2 separate regions of the Mus musculus genome follow, and region 1 is linked to region 2. A link is a contact called in public HiChIP or PLAC-seq data. All regions are on one chromosome and are shown on one strand. The core of a region is the stretch at or near the end of the contact, and the rest is flanking DNA. Distances in the headings are between cores, read along the strand shown.

The links. HiChIP or PLAC-seq counts read pairs in DNA pulled down with a chosen protein or histone mark.
Region 1: a contact with region 2 is called in an HNF4G HiChIP or PLAC-seq map of pancreatic cancer cells. The contact joins two enhancer-like sites. A contact is called at or near these places in 27 of 484 Hi-C or Micro-C datasets (the AML12 cell line, the HL-1 cell line, LSK cells and 17 more), 4 of 115 datasets of contacts at active chromatin or transcription factors (bone marrow-derived dendritic cells, embryonic stem cells, microglia and 1 more) and 2 of 9 other capture datasets (embryonic stem cells and liver).

What each region holds. Positions count from the first base shown.
Region 1 is chr9:47,685,635-47,691,685 of GRCm38.p6, reverse strand. All of the region lies in intron 1 of Cadm1 (cell adhesion molecule 1), which reads right to left. Among named protein-coding and RNA genes, the nearest start is that of Gm10677, 130 kb to the left of the region's middle. Within about 2 kb of position 3,930, at least 25 of the 459 cell types and tissues checked have an H3K27ac peak or open chromatin away from gene starts, as enhancers often do. A contact at or near this core is called in bone marrow-derived macrophages and pancreatic cancer cells, where this site is marked.
Region 2 is chr9:47,580,212-47,585,856 of GRCm38.p6, reverse strand. The region is part of intron 1 of Cadm1 (cell adhesion molecule 1); the gene reads right to left. Among named protein-coding and RNA genes, the nearest start is that of Cadm1, 53 kb to the right of the region's middle. Within about 2 kb of position 2,861, at least 29 of the 459 cell types and tissues checked have an H3K27ac peak or open chromatin away from gene starts, as enhancers often do. A contact at or near this core is called in bone marrow-derived macrophages and pancreatic cancer cells, where this site is marked.

The DNA of each region.
Region 1 (6,051 bases), core at 2,681-5,180, 100 kb before region 2:
CTACATACCTTTATGCATACTTGATTCTCTCATTCTCTGATGAAATACAGGACAGAAGCCACCGAAGGAGGAGTGGCTTATTTCATCGCACAGCTTGAGGGCACTGAGTCCAGCACTACAGAAGAAGGCGTGGCTGACACTCTACCCACAGTCAGAGGCAGAGAGAGAGGAACGATGCGCTTCACCCAGCTTCCTCCTTCTTACTCTCCCTTTTTATTCGGCTTGGGTTCCCAATTCATAGCATGGTGTGTTACCACTATCAGAATCTTCCTTCCTCTGGCAGGTGTCTTTGTAAAATCCTCAAAACCACACCCAGATGTCTCTTATTTTGAATCCACACCAACTCAGGCTGACACTGAAAATTACCATCACACTTTATCATGGTTAGTTTCCACTCTTAACTCTTACACTAGAAAATATGCATCCTTAGGGAACCTCACTATATCCAAGTTGGTAAGGGCTACCAACTATGTACTCAGTAAAAACGTATCATTTTCAACATACAAAATAGCATAGTTTCGATATTTTTTTGAAAGTCAAAAGAAACACAGGAATTATGCTTTAAGAATTTACCCTGAGGTAACAGTCACAAAGACACACAAAAATTGATGTACACGATGTTCATTATGGCATTAGTCCTAATTATAACGATTATGGCAGTAATAATGAAAACAATGATCTTGTATTGTGTCCTCTGTTTAAGTACCATGAAAGCAACTTTTCTGCATTATCTCATTTAACTCCACCTTCCAACAGCCATAAAAGGGCTTACAAGCAAAGCCCGGGGGAGCTAAGGTTATGGCCAAGGTCATACAACTAGAAAAAGATGGAGCTGGAACTTAAACCCAAAGAAGTCTGACCCCCAAATTATGCTCTTACCTATATGAGCTTGCCATGTGCCAAATTGTTATGCTAAGTACTTTACATAGCATCCGCATGCATCTGCCACAATAGCTGTATGAGGCAAGCCATTATCATCCCATTTTGCAAATAGGGAAACTGGGACACAAAGGTTAAGAAACTTACCAAAGATCTCATTGGTAAGAAGTGGTGGAGCTTGGATTTAAACGTAGGCAGTCTGGCTAATTTATACCATCTCTCTCCTATTTATAAGAGCAAATGACTAGAAATGACCTAAATATTCAGAGACAGGTTTAAATATATTTATGAATGTATGAACGCAGAGGCAAAATGTAAAGGGCAAAAGCTGGGTACTGTCAGCATCTCCACTTCTCCAAATGATTCTGTCAGATTATGCACATCATTTATCCTTTATTTCTATATATAAAGTTCAGCTCTGTATCATATATATTCTAGCAGATAGCATATGATAACAGGGAAAGCACACAAGAAGACAACCACCAGACCTAAGTCTAAGACCCAATCCTGACATTTATTACCTGTGAGACTCAGAGTGAACTCTTAACTCCTTCAAGTCCGTCTTCTCCCTAACAAAGAACTAGCTTCTTGCTACTAATCTTCCATTTATTTCAGACACTAAATCATGGTAATTACCATATTTGTGCTTAATGAGAATTTAATAACAAGAGCTAGTGTTAGATCAGTGGTTAGGAGCACTTGGGGTGGTTGAAGGGGATCCGAGTTCAATTCCTGACATCCACATTGCAGCTAACAACCATCTGAAAAAGTCCAGTTCCAAAGGATCTGATATTCTCCTTTGGCCTCTGGTAGCACCAGGCACATACACAGTGTATATATACATGCATGCAGGAAAACACCCATAGATATAAAATAAAAGGTACCAATGGAATCTTGACAAGCCCAGAGAGACCTCCTAATACACACTGGTTCCAAATTCACCTGCCAAGTTCACTGGGTAGTCTCCTTTCTGCAATCTGATTCAAGATGTGAGAAGCCCATACATCCAGGCTTGGAGACTAGGAGGGTCACGTGGTTTCAGGCTATCTCTTCTTATCTACCAGCAGTCCTCTCTAGCTCTTCAGCCCCCGTTACAAGAGTACAACGATCAGAACCATGTTGGCCGCTTCCAGCCCAAATCTCAGGCTCTAGCCTCAATCAACAATGTTTACTGAGTAATTAGCTTTTAATTGTCATTTTGCTAAGTCAGGTCAGTCAAGATTTCAGTACTAGCCATCATAATATCCCTCCAAACTTCCCGATTCCCCACCATATTTAGTCAGCCACTAATCCTTAAAACTTCTCTTAAGTGTTGCTGAGGTATGTCTATCAGGGGTAACATCTCCATAGAGAGGAGCCACCATCCCCACCCATCGCAGACATCACTAATGGATTACAGAGCATCTTCTTTACCTCCCGTCTGAAAGGAACACAGACACGACTTTATGATCCTTCCTATCATACCACTTCAATGAGCCTGAGACATGTATTTGGGAGTTGGGATGTGAGGCAACACCTATGGTTCTCCCAAGACTACTACTGACTGGCTAACAGAAACCATTGCTCACACTCCTAGTCCACTGCAACAGCCCTCTGCCTGACAACTCTGACACAGGTATCCCTCTTTCACATGGCTTCTGGACCTCTCAGTCATCCTCAGCGACATCCCACTACCTGTCTAAAGGGAAAAGGAGAATATACTGTCCTCTGATAGCTGCCCCAGATGTTGTACAGTCTGGTCCAAATCCTCCTTCCCAAGTCCAGTGCTCACAAGTCTCCATCAGAACTTAACATCATCCATTTTGTAATTCTTTCATCAAACAAAGTCTTGGACAAAATCCCTGTTAAGTCACTGACCAAAAACACGAGTGTGGGCTCCAGCAGGCTTAGGCAAACAGCATGAGCTCACCTGGCTTTCTCAGAGGGCCGAGGTTCTTCCGCAGAGCCCCCACGAAGGCCTGCTCCCGTGCTGACCAAGAACACGGGAAGCTGCACCAAGACTCTTACTCAACACTGGTTTATAAGTTCCTCTGTGACTACAAAATAAACCAAGGGCAGAACTAATCAAAAGAGCCCAAACACTTAAAATCCGAGTCTAGCAACACACACAGGCGTACCCCTCCTCATACATAAATTTAACACGATTTTCTCCTGCACTGAAAATGTCAGGGCTCAGCAAGGGACAGGACAAGGTTAAGAGAGGCTGACAGAAAGCAGTGGACGGGGTTGAAAGCCGAAGCCCTGCAAGTTTATCTACACAAGCAGCACAAGTTCCCCTGGCACACGCCCAGCTCAGCCCGCTGCCCTCCAGCTGCATAATAGCAATCATTTTTTTAAACACCCTCATTCTGTCCGACCACATCTCATAATGTGTAAAGCCCAGCTGGATTGCATGTAGGATTTTGTCAAGCTGTCTTTAATCTTTAGCTTGACTTCCACTCCTAACCACGGGGCTGGCGAGTCCTTAACTTGCTCATGTTTACAGGCTGCTCGTTCTGTTAGTGGTCTTCCCAGAAGCACTCTGGGCTGACAGAGCCTAGTGGCAGGGGTCCCACTTGTCAGAGCAAGACTTCAGTGCTCTTTCCCCTATCAAGGACTTTCTTGCTCTCCCCCGCCCCCCAAGGTGTTCAAACATTTCTTCACTCCATTTTTGTTGGTGGTTCAACTTGACTTCTGAGACTCTGAATTGAAAAGAAAAATCATAGATGCATCCAAGTGATTCCCTGGAACTACATTAAGCTGAAGATACTTTGTTCATTGGGTTTTGGGAGTGTCCATTCTTTTTAGCTTATGCAATGCCTAAGGGTCGCTGTGGTTCCACAGTAATCCCAAACCCTGTGGACCCTTCTGTATAAATCTCATTCTCTCTCAAAGTTCCTCTTCTCGGAGATCTTCTTCAGTTTGCTTTCAGAACAGGGAAGACAGCGGATGCAGTCATCTTTCAAATGTCCACTTTGGTTACACATCCTTCTGGTCCTCAAGTGACTCACTTTGCTACCTTTACATGGTTTGGCTTGTACTCAAAGGACGATGTTTAGGAAATGACAAAGAATGACAGGGCGAGAATAAGCAAACAAGTCTGGAGGGCTTCAGGAGCCCACAGATGACAGACATTTCAGGAGCCTCATTCAGTGCATTCCTGGGCTGGACATCAATGTGTCCTTAGCTTTTAAATGAACATAAGTTGCTAGGAGAAGGTTTCTGTTGGGTGAACTGCACGAGCTATCTGCAGTTCTCTAAAATCTATCATCCTTTATAAGGGTTTGCCTCATGGTCCATCCCAGGGTTTTGTCTAGCTTGTTGCTAACTTGTTTCTCTCTAGAATCCTGACCATTTTCAGCAACAACGGTCAGTTACCTGCTTAAAGCATTCCCTTCTGCCTGATTAGATTACTGACCATCCTACTTTAATAAGAACACTAGAAATACAAAGAGACAAAACAAGATGGAGACTATTAAACAAAATTAGTACATAAACACCCATGCCCAACGCAGTACTAAGAAAGATTGAAATCAGGGGTTGATAGAACACTCAGCATTGCCAATACCCCCACAGGAAACACTGCTGTAAGGGCTCTGCCTTCTTTTGCATCCCTGGGTCAAAGGTCAAGAGTGGACCACAGTGACAGTGAGGCTTCCAGATCCAAGGACATGTGTCTTGCTGCTGTCTGGCCTCTGACTCCCCTCATTCAGCTCACTCATTCAGTGATATGATGAGGCTGACATGAGGCGGAGAGCAGGTGTGTGCAATATGTTGTTTTCATCTCCCCACTCGGAGTTATTAGCACCTCCCATCACTCACTGTGGCAGGTTCATTTGAATATTAGCATCACACACAAGCTGCATCCTTGAGAAAGGAGGCTACTGCAGACTTTGCTGGTGAACTATTAGATAACAGAACATTTATTTCACATCATTATAAAATTAAGCGTTGCTTCTAGTTCCTTAAAAGGCTAATTGGGGGCTGGAAAGATGGCCCAGCATTTAAGAGCACTACCTGCTCTTCTTGAGGACACAGGTTCAATTCCCACCACTTACAGAGGGACTTACAACTATCTTTAGCTCCTAGGGGATCCACCACCTTCTTCTGACTTCCTAGGTTACCATGCACACACATGGTACACAGATACACATGCAGGCAAAACATTGATAGATATGAAATAAAATTAGAAACCAGCTATTGAATTTATCTTTTAAAATATTTATTTATGAATTATTTTACATACATGTGCACTGCTCCAGAATACAGATGTGTACCATGTATGTGCAGGTGCCCATACAAGCCAAAAGAGGGTGTCAGATTTCTTGGAACTGGGGTTACAAACCATTGCAAACTGTGGATATGGGTGCAGGAGTAGCAATGATCTTAACCCCTGAGGAGCCTTCTCTCCAGCCTCTCAACTTCCCCTTTTCACATACAAGAAGGTTCTCCTGATAGGAGAACATAAAAGGGCATTTTGTTTTTTTTTACCACAGTGATGATTCCAATAGACTGCTTAGTCCAATGGAATATGTTCTCAACTATATAAAAACATGGATGTTAGTGTACTTAGAAATAATCATGTTACTCGCATGAGAAACGTTTTAATACCCCACTTTGCTGCCATGTTACAACAGTTTCACGTCTCAATTATGAGCCTGCAAAAGAGGCTCCTAAGTCACGCGCAGTGTCAACTGGATATTAAGACTCAGCTTTAAACAAATGGATGGTCTGCAATCTGTTTCAGAGAGAAGGAAAAACATTTGTTTGACAGAGTGGAGTGTGAGAAACTGAGGTGGCTGCAGAAGCACAGCCTCCTCTTGCATACGCCTCAATATTCCGAGGGAGCCCGTGGAGAGTGTACTTGGAAGGCCAGATCCTTCATTTTGGGAAGTTAATTACATATTATTAAGTTCCACCTCTCATGGGAAATCAGCTTGAACACATGGACCGTGCCTGAGGATGGAGAAGACAAACCACACAGAGATGTGTTTGTTCACAGGAAGGTAGCTCCGTGCCGAGGGTGTAGGTATCCATGGTATTCCAGGATGAACTACCAGGATGGCACTGAGAAGTTTTCTAAGTTTGCTAATAAAGATGGTAAATTACTGGGCTGAAATCTGTCATTTGTTAATCAAATTTAATAGTAATTTCTTCCTGCAGACACATGCCGAAGACAAATTATCAATTTCT
Region 2 (5,645 bases), core at 1,612-4,111:
GCTGGATTTTATTTTTCATTGTTCATGCAAGTTCATGACAAATCTCTTCACGGCAAGTGAAACTCCTCCAGAAAAACAGCAAGCTTTGTCATTTATATTTTCATTCACATATTCAATTCGTTTACTTACAGAATAAATCCCCACTATTACCAACTATGGAGGAAAAAAGTCCCCTTTCACCACATTCTGTGTCTTTCTACACAACGTGAGGATTGGGCAGACTCACTGGATTTGTCCAAGCAAGTTCAACCACTAACCTGAGGTCTTTTGCCCTAGGGAAGAGCCTGACAGATGACAGTTTCGAAAAATAACTTTCAGCCTCCAATGGAAGGTACTGACAGGAGCGCCATTCTTATAAAATACTGGTCCCCAGAGGCCCGTCTTTCTGTCAGTTTCCTTCTGCTGGCATCCCAACTTGGGTTTCCAGGCACAGTGCCTCTAACTTATCTTTCCACCTCCAGGCCTCCCACAATCCTTAACTTCATTCACAGCTTTTCTGCCTGGTTCTAAACCGAACATTCACCCTTATAATATGGTGGGGGGACTCCAGCTAAATGAGCCTTCGGTTCTGATGTGATCTTTCCAGTTATTGAATGTTTCATTGAATTTTCCACTATGCAACTTCAAATGCAGGAAGCGGCCAATTCATTTTGTTAACTGTTGTGCAGTATAGATAGCCCGCTCCATAACTATGCACTTTGATTTGGTACATGAGGAGATGTAGTTTTCATTACATCCCTTATCCTCCTAATGACATTTCCAAACAGGATTTTAAGAACTGTGAAGCAGAAATAAAATTATGCTGAAGCTCCAAACTGATCACGTGGACTGGAAAACGGCATCAGAGCCAGTGAGTGTGAATGGGATCCAAGGCTAGCACAGTTCGAGTTCAGAAACAGTCCTCAAATAACGAGCATCTTTCTGATGCCCCTTACATTCCCAATCACAACTGAGACTCTATGAAAGAACACAGACTAGTGTGGGCTCCTGACCCCAGCCCCAGAGCCTTTATCCTACACCCAGGCTTCAACACACCTTTGATGTAACTCCTTCCTTTTCAATAATCAATCAGGGCTAACATTTTGGTTATCTGGGTTTACACAAAAAAACCTAAAGGAGCCATGAAATTGCTTCTGTGAAGCACACCCTGCACTGACTTTTAAATAGCTTTCAGAATCGTCTAGAAATGAAACTACTGCTATCGTACCCTTTGTCTTCTCCACTCCCATACTGGAGCAATTCTCCAGACTGAGAAGGAAAAGAGGTACCTGACTTCCATAGTGTGCTGACAATTACAGCCCACTGTCATCTTGGTTGTATTAATTACCTGCCTTCCCTATGTTATTAGGCCCTGAAAGAAGCCACACACACGGTCACTTATTTCGAATGACACTGCTTAACTGAGGCAAAGGATGTCATTTATTTCAGAGTTTTGCCCTGTTTATCAAAGTATATAAATATCTAGCAAAATGCCAGTGTTTTCTCGCTGTGGCCTTTCGGAGATGCCAATCTCTTGGACAACAGATTAATCCTCCCTCTCTATTACCCTGAACTTGATGAGGGATCACAATACAGGAGGTACAAGGCAGAAAGATTTACTGGGTGGCCAGGACCAGGGCCTGAAGCAGGATGAGACCTTCAAAGGAGCAGCAGCAACTGTGTTTGTGATAGATAATACTCTTTTTATTCAAATATCCAAGCTGGCCACTTACAGGCAGAGACTACTTACTGCCTTCATCTAAGACAGGAGAACTCCTGACGTGGAAATGCAGGAAACTCCACCCTTGATCATTTCAGCCTAGGAGAAGGTTCCTAGCAAGGCTGCCCTTCTTTCCTAAACTACAGGGAGTCAGAGGACTCAATGTGTATAAAAGACTGTCACATAAATTAGGATTGTAGTCAGGAAACGGGGAAGAGAGAATCCCCCAGGCTGGAGAGATGGCTCAGCAGTTAAGAGTACTCACTGCTCTTGCAGGAGATCCAGGTTCAGCTCCTGGCAGCCACAGGAGGACTCAACCACTTATAACCTCGTGCCAAAGGACCCAATACCCTTTTAACCTCCAAAGGTTCCTGCAGGCATGTGGTACACATGTGTACACCCAGACACACACACAAACACTATCAACCAACTAACTAATCAATATATATATATATATATATATATATATATATATATATATATATATATATGTGTGTATATATATATATATATATATTTTTTTTTTTTTTTGCGGGAGAACCAGCTCTCCCCAGAGAGTCAAGAGTCTGCAGGAGGCATCCACCAACTAAAATGCTCTCAAACTTCCAAGAAGAAAACCTGAAGAAAGCCAGGAAGCCAATCCAACACTACAGGTGTGCTACTCATGCCTGCGATCCCATCATTACATGGGAGGTAGAGACAGGAGGGTCATAAGTTCAAGGTCAACCTCAGATAAGAAGGTCGAGAGGCCAGTCAGAGCTACAAAATCCCTGTCCCCAAATTGATTTATTGATTAGTCAATTAAGAGTAAAAGACTTGAAACTAACTGTGGCTGCTGTTTAAAAAACAAACAAAAAAACAAAAAAGAAAGGACATATAATTCAAGCAAACGACATTAACTTTCTTAACTATGTTAGTTCCTTGCTTAAAATTAAAATTTGGATGTGGGAATCAAATGACACAGGAAATAAAGTGGGGGTAAGGGAATCGCTGGTTCTTGACCAGGCAACCTGGGGTTTCCCCTGATCATAAGAATTAGATTTCTGTTCCAATCCCCCAGGCCAGAACCTATAAAATCCACCTGACTAACAGCTAACAGCTCACCAGCTAGCTACACTTTCACCTGGAAACGAGAGGTGAAAGTCAAGGGCTTTATCTACTCAGACGAGCGGCTGCTCCCAGATCAAGAGTATTTTAATGAAATGAGACTTAAGTGAATTGTTGACATAGGCATTAAATGTTGTCATTTAATATCAACAGTCTGTTTGATTTGTACACAGTTATGAAATGTCATTCGGGCCGGAGAGTTATATTGAGGGTTACCACATCATAGGCAAGGATTTCCAGAGGGAAGTGAGCTGATCTGTCTCAAAAGAAAATGTGTTTACATTAACACTTGGGGGAAACAGGCAGCCCTGCAAACATCGATGGAGAGATAAAAATAAAATGAGGCAAAACTCAACTTGGAAGAGTGGAATAAAAAAAATGATAATTTACAATACGTTTTCTTCATCTTTAAAAAAAAATAGGTACAAAGTTTACACTTGTGAATTCTGCCATCACGGAAAATATCTACCCCATTTCAGTCTCCAAGCCTTTTTTTTTTTTAAACTGCAGAGATAAAGTCTCACAATGTGACCTTTGGCTGGCCCAGAACTCACTATATAGACCAGGCTTGGCTCCCAACTCAGAGATCACAGAGATCTTCCTGCCTCTGCCTCTGCCTCACAAGGGACTTGAGGGGTGGAAGAAATGGCTGAGTGAGCACCCCTATTCTCTTCAAGGGGTAAAAACAACCATGGGCATCCACTACTTTGCCTGATAGCCTGCTAGTAAGGCTTAGCCCTGCAAAACTGAACAGTTAAGTTACGCTGTGGCTTGTCTGGTTAGTCTGGTTTTATAAACACAGGCATCATAAAAGGATAAGGACTCAGAGAGTATGTGCCTGGAACAGTGTTTTCCCAGAGGTGGCCAACAGTGACACCAGTCATAAGGTACTTAACCCACACGAGAGCCTATGGCAATGAAATCCGAAGTTAAATGCTACAGTAACTGACTGAGCTAAACAAACACTAGAACATGCCTAAATGAACTCACAGATATGACTCACAAGCCAAAAAAAAATTTTTTTTACTGTTTTATGCTTTAACATGTGAAAATAGGTTCCAAAACAAAAACAAAAAATCCAAACAAATAAACAAAAAACAACCAAGTGTTCCTTTCTTCTAGGATGTTCTTACGAAGGAGGAAAGTCTCTGGAGTCAAAACTGACTAAGACCCTCCCTCTCTCCTAGAGAGTACTCCAGGTTCTAAGAGAGTAAACTTGATTCCAAAGAACACCTGAAGGAAGAAAGAGGAAGGGGGGCTGGGTGAGGCTTTGTTTACAACAGATCTTAATTCTTTAGCCTTAGCTTGAGGAAGCTGTAAGGTCTTTGGCACCGGGCTAAAAATAGCAGAAGTAGAGCGGGTGACAAAGATGAATGGCTCCCAGAGACACAACACAAAGCAGAGGAATTTAAGGAAAACTGCAGTGGAGTCAGCAGAAGATCCTCTCCTGCCAGGTAAATCAAGGTGGTAGAGGGCTCCTCTTGGGGCAGAACCACAATTTGCCAGGCAGACATTTCTCTGGCAGTGTCTCCAGTTCAGCCGTGTGCTACTTAAATACATTCAACCCTTCAGGAACTAGTTTCTCCATGGGGTCAAGGGACAGCTTCACTGTAGCCTTATAAAAAGATCATACCGCTTACCTCCGAAATCCCCCGAAATCTCCATGGAAAATGGCAGATTCCCACAGGAGATGGGACTTAACATCAATTATCCCTTTATTTACGTGGGGGGAGAAGGGGCGTATGGATACCACAGCATGTATGTGGAAGTCAGGCCAACGTTCATCTCTCAGTTCTCTTACACCCTGTGGTCTGTCCCAGAGACTGAACTCGGTTATCAGGCTTGAGCCAGCTCTTCCCCTGTCCACAATCAGGGTCCTGTTCTCTCAGGGGAAGCCAATGGTGGCATCCTCACAAGTGCCTCTGTAGTTATGCACAAGAGTCAAAGACCACTCCTTTACATTTCATGCTCAAAGACTTGTCTAAGAACTGGTTCTTGAATTGAGTACCAGTCTGTCTGTTGTCTGCCTGTCCATCTTTTAGTGACAACCTGGTCCCTACCTTCTCCTTCTGGCACTGGACACAGCAAGCATTTGTGTCTCTGCCAGCTTTCCTCCCAGGTCAGAGCATAAGAATCTCCCTTTCAGGCTGGAGAGTTGGCTCAGCGGTTAAGAGCGCCAACTGTTCTTCCAGAGGTCCTGAGTTCAATTCCCAACAACTACACGGTGGCTCACAACCATCTGTAATGGGATCTGATGCCCTCTTCTGGTGTGTCTGAAGAGAGCAATGGTGTACTCATATACATAAAATAAATGAATAAATTTTGAAGAAGAGGAGGAAGAGGAAGAGGAGGATGAGGAGAAGTCCCCTTTCTTGACGAGTTAGAGAGGAAGTCCCATACTGCCCTTGCAGTCCATGGACATACCTTCACCAGTAAGGCAAGGGAAAACCTCTGAGGAACAATGGTCAAGTTACTGGACTCTCTTCTTCAGATTCTTATTAACAAGTGCTTCTTGGACCTCAGCATCCAGCCTGAGATTTCTTTCCCCCTTTTTGCAATCAATTGCAAAATTAAAGTGAGAACTCAAAAGGTCTCAAACAGAAAGCTCCAAACATTACAGGTAACTCTGACTGAAAAGTTAAACATACAATTCTTTACAATTCTTCAATGTTCTTTGGAAAAAGAATAAAAGGAAAAATAAATAAATAAATAGCATTGAGGAGCAGGAGTATCTCTTAGAAAGACTTCAAAGACAAAAACATAAACAGAACAAACAGATAAACACAGTCCCTAGTAGAAAATCCCCATCTGCAGCTTTAAATAATAATGTACTTAGAAT